Linked DNA regions of Bactrocera dorsalis: region 2 is linked to region 1. A link is a contact called in public Hi-C data. All regions are on one chromosome and are shown on one strand. The core of a region is the stretch at or near the end of the contact, and the rest is flanking DNA. Distances in the headings are between cores, read along the strand shown.

What was found. A called contact is a pair of places that touch in the nucleus more often than the background predicts.
Region 2: a contact with region 1 is called in a Hi-C map of whole body, with 5 times the contacts expected there. The contact joins the enhancer-like site here to the promoter of LOC105231143 in region 1. A contact is called at or near these places in 2 of 2 Hi-C or Micro-C datasets (both in whole body).

The regions. Positions count from the first base shown.
Region 1 is chr1:102,050,717-102,054,651 of ASM2337382v1, forward strand. LOC105231143 (protein bunched, class 2/F/G isoform) reads left to right here and starts at 1,691. Exons shown (of 6, transcript XM_019992051.3): 1 at 1,691-1,831.
Region 2 is chr1:102,088,072-102,092,334 of ASM2337382v1, forward strand. The region is part of intron 3 of LOC105231143 (protein bunched, class 2/F/G isoform); the gene reads left to right. Among protein-coding and RNA genes, the nearest start is that of LOC105231143, 38 kb to the left of the region's middle. Within about 2 kb of position 2,315, the one cell type or tissue checked has open chromatin away from gene starts, as enhancers often do.

The sequences.
Region 1 (3,935 bases), core at 441-2,940:
TCAACGAGAAATCTGTCTGCCAGCTTTCAGATAAAACCATCACCAGCAGCAGATAAGCAAGAAGCATTGTTTACAGAAGATTCTGAATAAACTATAAAGCTACTTGTGTCATTAGTTCGCAGAGAGTAATATAACATTGCATGAGATATCATGGGAGTGTGGCGCTAAGAAAAGTTAAAGTTCAAAATTTTCGTAATTTTTTTAAACCTTTTGATCTGCATGAACTTTGAACAGAAATGATGTGAAATACAAAATATTATTGATAAAGGGTTGAAGAATCAACCCTTCTGGTTTTCAATAAGGCAATACTTTTTTCGATTCCACAATCGATGACGATGGAGTCGACGTTCCATTGCCCGACCAAGAAGAAGTTCGAATAGCAATTAGCCGTCTGAAAAGCAGCAAAGTGGCGGAGGCTGATGGATTAGCTGCCGAGCTATATAAATGCGGCGACGAAGAGCACCTCTTCGTTGATTTCAAAGCTGCTTTTGAGAGCACGAAAAGTGTAAACTGACGTTGAACAATACCAAAAGCTTCTTCAGGATAGAGAAGGACCTCTGCGAGCCCTTCGATACCAAACTAAGTTTCAGACATGGCGACTCCCTATCGTGCGACTTCTTCAATCTGCTGCTGGAGAAAATAATTCGAACTGCAGAGCTGAATAGAGAAGGTACAATCTTCTATAAAAGTGTACAACTGCTGGTTTACGCCAATTATTTTGATATCATTGGCTAGAGCAACCACCCTTTAGTTCAGAAAATGAATGGATGAAAACACTCCGGCTCTGAGAGTGTTTCACGGAGTACCCGCCGGAAGAAGCAGAGGAAGAAGAAGACGTCCACTTCGTTGGAAAGATCAGATGAAAAAGAGCCTGGCTTTAGCAAAGAATCAAGCCGGCCATGTTGTTACAGTCAATGGGGAACGCTATAGAGCCATGACTCATAACTTTTTCCTATCTAAATTTGAGGATGTTGATCTGGACGACCTTTGGTTCCAACAAGACGGCGCTATATATCATACAGTGAACGAAACTATTAATTTATTAAAGGAAACTTTTGGAAAGCGCATTATCTTGCGTTGTTGGGCTATGGCTTGGCCTACAAGATCGTGCGCTTTAACATTTTTATGGAGTTATGTGTATTTGCTGACTACGGAGATAAGCCCGTGTCAATTGACCCCATGGATGAGAATATTCGGCACGATATGTACCAGTTAATGTAAAAAGTGGTCGAAAATTGAGCTTCTTAGCTGGAAATCATTCGAGCCAACTGCGGGAATCACTGGCTCGAAATGACTTTTACTATATAATGTCAAACTTCTATCTTTATAATAAAGCAAAATCCTTGGCTATAGCATTAAACTATATGTGTTATATAATTGTTATTTTCTTTTTCATTCATAAAAACAAAACAGTAGAGCCTTCTTTTGCCGCCCACAAATGAAAAGCGGTTGTGCATATTTCGAAAAAAAAACAGTAAATACTGTCTCAGCAAAGATTACAACCCTACTTTAAATGCCTCAATTAATATTTCCGAAGCGACATCTGCTGATAAGCGTGCGACATCTGCCGGCAAAACATTATCACAAACTCCTCTGTTAAGCTGAAATCCTCTAGTTTTGTTTCCCAAATACCGCATTCTTTCGTTTTCCTTTTCACTTTCGTGTTCCGCTTTGTGCATATCTTGACATTTTTGTATCTGTCAAGTTTCTGACATTCGTACATTAGCTCGTTCGTTCGCAGTCGTCAGTTCAGTTCGTTGTGAAAAAGGGTTTGTGGAAGTGAAATGTGAATTTACGCAGCGTTTAAACAATATAAATTGTGCAAAATAAAGTATGTCTAATTTTCGTGATATATAAGCTCATGCGCTGTGCTAAAGCTATGCTTGTAATTTGTGTATAATAGCGAATATTAAAGGCTCAGCTGCGTTTGGCTAGCCGAAGTATATTTCTTTGTGGCTGTTTGTGTGCGTGTGTGCGCGCACATAGCCGCTGCTGCAGCGGCGCTGTGTTAACGCGCTCTTCGTATATTTCTGGCGTTATTTTGTTGTTGTTGTTATTACATACTACGTTCTTTATGCGCTACTACTTTATCTTCCGTTTGTGTGTTCACTATTCGTTGATTCTCCGTTCGTCCGCAGCGGCGGCGACTACAGCGACGACGATTGCTCTCATCGTTTTGATTACGCAGCGCTGCTACAAATGTCAAATTTTTTGCCGTGTGTCATTCCACACTACGTCGTCGATTCTATTGGCAAAAATGAAATTTTCGCGAAAAGTTTCACTAAATTACACTCGAAAATAATAGTGTAGAAAGGTGTTAATAGCTGAAAAGTGTTAACCGTTGCATTAATTAACAACTCGCAGTGTTTTTTATGTGTATGTCGTGTTTGCAAATAAGTAAAATGTTTAGTAAATTAATGCAACAAATCGATGTGATTGTGTGTAGTCGCCTGCTGACTTTGGTTATGAACCGAATGATCCGAGAATAGTTTGGTGCTGCGGCAACGCTGCCGTTTTTTTGTTTCTGTTATTTGCTTATTTCACAGTTCGGTTCTTGATATATTAAATGAAAAAAATGTGAAAAATTAAGAAATAAGCAAAATTTTCACAAAAACTAAATTTTTGCCTAACGCATGGTGCACATATTGCGAAAATCGTCAACACCCCATCGTGTTATGGTAAAATAAATCATAGTGTGCTGTTTGTAATGTTTCTACCTAAGTTTCAGAAGAAGGAATATTTTAAATTACACGCGGCTTGTGTTTCGATAGATTATGTGAAATAAGTGTTTGCCAATAAGTATGCGAAACAAATAAATATTTACAAAACCTAGTTCAAAGCGTTGAAAAACGCAGAATTTGAGTTATTGGTTTTTAACAATGGAGGATAGAGTGAAATAGAATGCAAATGATAGGTTAAAAGGAATATATTTTACATCATCTATTTGCAACTGCGTTAAGGTCAACACCGGAATTTCTACGCCACAAATACATACAAGAAGTTTCAATTATTTTATGTTGGGACTTATTCTTTAATACTATGGTTATTCTATATATATATTTACATAAGACATTCTTAATTTGATTTTAATAATGCAGCGGATCTTATTGTACTATCAGTGTCAATGTCGCTAATAGAAAAAAATATAGTATATGTAGCCAAATAGTTATATGTACTTAATGACATTTTCTCGTTTGCCTAAGTGTTCCAACCGCATATGCCTGCAAGCCAATATGTCGGGTTTTCGCCCTCGAAAGATACAACGAAAATGTCGAAAAGAATTTTTGCATTCCAATCCATTTTGCTTTCCTCCAGTGGCTGGCTTTGTAATCGGTAAATAGTAGCGCCACAGCAGCGCAGCAGCATTTTTCCGACATCTAAAGCAATGGCAACGAATTTTCTCTTCTTGTACTTTTATCACTCTTGCGCTTCGCACTTTCATTTCTGGTTTGTCTGCATTTGCTTCATTCGGCTGTTTCGTTGTGTCTTCGTGGTTGCGGTCGTGGTGGCTGTGCTGTTAAAATGTTGATTCACTTTTTCACTTTCCTTTTGCCTCTTTCATGGCTGACTACTAACCGCCTCCAGCCAGCCAGTCATCCTTACTGGTAGCGGCTTTTTTCGTATGGAACTTGTACAACTTGTACTATCTCTCCTGTTGAAACACATATAAATTTATCAACAAACTGATGCACATATTATGCATTCGATGAGCAAGTAGTGAACCAAATTTCCATTCTTGAGTTGTTTACTTAAATAAATGCCATTGTATCATAAAAAATATATAATAGAAGCATTTTTGTAGTTGATAAGTTATCATATGGTTTTTATTATTGTTTATGAGATTTTTGACTTCATGAAACTACCGTTCATATGGTTGAATTTATGTTTAATTCCAAACTTAAATTATATGATTCATTAATTTTATTGTCAGTCCG
Region 2 (4,263 bases), core at 1,065-3,564, 38 kb after region 1:
ATGTATATACATATTTAATGCATAGATTATATGAATATCTATACTTTTCATACACATTTCTTTAACATTGACTGAATAATACAAATTATATTTTATGTGTGGAAATATATTATAATCGCAGTAACCGAACGCTTTGGGAGCATGTCTACCATTCGTTAAGAAGTGGGTTCAAATCTTAAATGCATTGAGTTGTGGAAAGTCACTCTGCTACCAAAAAGCTTCTCAAAAAATGGTATTAGCTATACCAAGGGTAGTCATATCTCCTTGGCTTTGCTAACTCCTTCACTACACTAAGCCTAAAACATTCTCTTACTGAATCCACAGCGACCTTATTCACCAACTTCTTAATGGTCATTCAAAGACCTCAGCATTTTTGTTAATGACGTTAATTACGCAGCCGTAATAAGATCACCTGAATACAGCAGAAAGCAGCTAAATAAGATACATAAAAGTCAAATTACTGCCGTCCGAACTATCACAGAATGTCTCCTGATCTACCCCTTCATACACCTATACAGTAAGGTCCGCATGCTTCTGGTTTAGGAACATAATGCACTCCTATCCGAACAGTTTCTGCGGAGATATAATGTTTTCACTGAAATCATCAGTGCAGTCGTTTGCTTGAAGCGCTACCGCCTCCTAGGAACATCAAAACAAACATTCCTACAATATGTCGACCAACTTCAAAAATATACCGACTAAATTTCACACGCCATCAACTTCAGACGTGTACTGAAATCCAATCATATCGGACCTTTTAACACTTTCATCGACTCTCCCCCGCAATTGGCGTCCTTCAATTGGAAACTCTAGCCATCGCCGTCCGTGAGCTCCAAGGTTAAGCAGGCGCAACTACTTTCTGTATACTATAGCAGGATATACTCATAACTATCCAAAATATACACCGACAATATACTAATACTGCTTGCAAAGAGTCGTGGCATAACACCAACCACGTCTTTGCAAGCACCCTTAAATGCATTCACTTAACCTCGTCTGCCTTTGGTCCGACCGCATCGAAACCGCACTTTTTCTATCGAAGCTAAAGTGATCTCTCTGTGTAATCTAGCCCCCAACTTATTCTGGTATAACCTCTCAAATAAAGCCCAGTATCATTTTATCAGAAACTGTCATATCCAAATTTTTGACTAGCGTCCGAAAGCAGCAATGATTCAGACTTATCGACATATTAGATTAGGCTAGGTTAAGTTCGATGGCTGACCCGGAGATCGCATTTGGACGGTTGTAATGCCATAAAAGCAGAACTCCTCTAGTCGATCTTATAAGTCAGCAAAGGAAGTGCTGAGACGTTTTCACCTCGTCTTTTTCCATACAGCTTCTGCAGCTGGCATCCAGTAAGATTATCAACAGCATGGACGATGGTAGGGCAATGGCCGGCTGGAACCCATACAACTAGGGAAAGGCTAACCTTACTGAAGGTTAAAAGCTTTCAGATCTCTTACGATCGATCATAGGCCAAAATGATCTTGTGACAGCGCTTGAACCGATGGTGGCCCAGCGTTGACCAAGATCCCGCGAAGCCCAGCTATCCAGTTGTAGAAGACACAACAAGAGGGAAGCACCATCATGCTCTCATTCTACTGATAGCGCGGCTTTCCTTGTCAACTGGTCAGCTTTACATTTATCGATATAACTGTAGGCGGACTATTTCTATGGAACCGGCAATCCTATGCTGTCTAGGTGGCTTCAGCTAACTTGTGGAGTTATTATTTTTTTTTTTTATTGAATAATTGCCTTATTTTAATCTACTATTTATAAAAATCTAATTATTTTTTTTTATAAAAAATTCGAGAAGTTTTGCGGCTGGACAGAGTACCACAAAAAGTTTCGAATCACGTAATAATGACATGAATCACTATACATACATATACTTATGTATATATGTTTACATATCTGACTATATGTGAAAAGAAGAGGAACTCTCTCGCAAACCACACCGGCTCATGGGTTCATTGTTGTAACACTTCAGAAGTCGTAATAAATAAACGAATGGGGCTAAGTCATTAAACGATTGATTGTTGATTTTATTATAATTTGTTTTTATTTTTTCTTATGTTGTTTCAATAATCATTTGCTTTTCTTCATGCTTCTCCCTTGTTGTTATATAAGTTTGTGTTGTTTTTGTTTTTGTTCTTGTGATTGGCGGCGCTACTCACAAATTACGAGTAGTAAATAAATTCATTGAACTTTTCGTTAGCTTTCTACTATGGTGTCTCGCTCCCTCCCTGCCAACACCTTTCGTCGACTCAACACACAGCACAATGATAACACGATCGTTTCAAAGCGAAAAGTGAATGAATATGGTGCACTAAGGAGGTGAATATTTCGAAAACGTATTTTATAGAGAGGGGAGCATACTTGTTGTTCGTCGCGAGCTGGTGGCGAGCTTTGAATTTTGCTTTCATTCGCTTGCATTTATGCACTTCAATAACGAAATGTGTGTGTGTGCGTGTGTGTAGTTGTTTTGGAAGAATGGCGCAATTTGAAAATAAAATGTAAATTTGTAAAAGCAAAAACATACAATTATCAACAACAACAAAATAAATGCCCGTGCATATAAGGTTGCTTAGGCGCGCTCCATTAGTGAACAAGCTCAAAAGCCACTTTGTTTCGTTTGTATTTTTTTATTTCTCGAAATTTCATTCACATTAACTGCTGATTTGTTTTCACACCTACATACATATGTACATATGTACATATGCATTGATGTACATATGTAAGTGTGTGTTTTTTCTACGTTTATTCAAGGGAAGTGTAAAAACGAGGTTGCACGTGTTGCTCAAGTGCCTCAAAGTACTCTATTTTGACCACATTCATTGACCGCATTTCTTTCCAAACTTCTGTTGGCGCACGAATCGCTTCACGTGAATAATTTGTATTTGGTAAAAGTATTTTATCATTATGCAACTTAATGATAGAGGTTGTTACAATTGGTAAACGTTAGAAAATTGATGAAATTTTAATTATTACTGCGCGCCATTTTGCATTTAATACTTTAAAATTGGATATTAACTAACTTTCGGGTATTTCATGCACCCAGTTGTCACTTAAAACTATGTGGGGTACATTAGGGTGTGCAATAAAAAAAGTTAATATTTAATTTGTGTATTAAAATGAGCCTATATAAAGAGAAAGAGAGATTCATCCCAGTTATAACTTGAAACTATATTGGACCAACACATTAGGGTGCGCCAAAAAGGGTAATTTGGAATTTGTTGGTTAAAGTGCAAAAAAAATACGCAAAAAAACAAAATATCCTTGCTGAAATTAAAAAAAAATATACTTGAATTTTATGTAGAGGCTATGCATGAGGGTGTTGAAAAAGAGTAAGTAAAAAATTGTTTGGATTAAAGCGCAAAAAATATGCAAATAAAAAAAATATACTTGAATTTTATCTCTCTCTGATAGACAGGAAAAAATATGCAAATAAAAAAATATCCCTAATATCAGTTTAATAGGTTAAAGTGCAAAAATATCCCTGCAATAAAAAAAATATACTTGTATTTTTTGTTTGATATCGAATTTAGCCGTAAGACCGGAAAAAATATGTAAAAAAAAAATATCCCTGCAAACAGACAAAAAATATCCTCTTATCTTATGTTGGAACTATGCCTTAGTGGAAACCAAAAACACTAACAACGAACTTACGGGTTAATGTGAGCAAATACCCGAACAAATATCCCTTGGGATTCAAAAAAGCTATAGAATTTATAGGTTCATGTTAACATGTAGACTCTCACCCTATTATAAACTATGTTGGATCGATACGTCAGGGTGCGCCAAAAAAGCGGATTTTAAATGTATAGAAAGTGCAAAAATATCCCTGTAAAAATTAACAAAAATATCCTTTATCCTATGTTGGGGCTATACATTAAGGTAATGTAAAAACAATGGATATCGAATTTACGCGTTAGACTAGAAAAAATATGCAACGAAAAAAATTTCCCAGCAAACTGACAAAAAATATCCTTAAATCTAATGTTGGGACTACAAATCAATATCTACGAGCTAAAGTGCAAAAAGGGACTTTTGCAATATTTTTTAACTTTTTTTACAGCGAAAAATCCCTGGAAAATCAACCAGGGATTTTTTTGTTTTCAATCAAAAAATTCGTATCTTCAAGAGCTCGTATTAAGTACTAAAGTCTTAGCAAGTTCTTGGTCTTAGTACCTTCTTGTCTGCTTTTTATGGGTTTTTCATAAAAATAGTGCATATAACAATTCACAATCACTGCATTGTGCT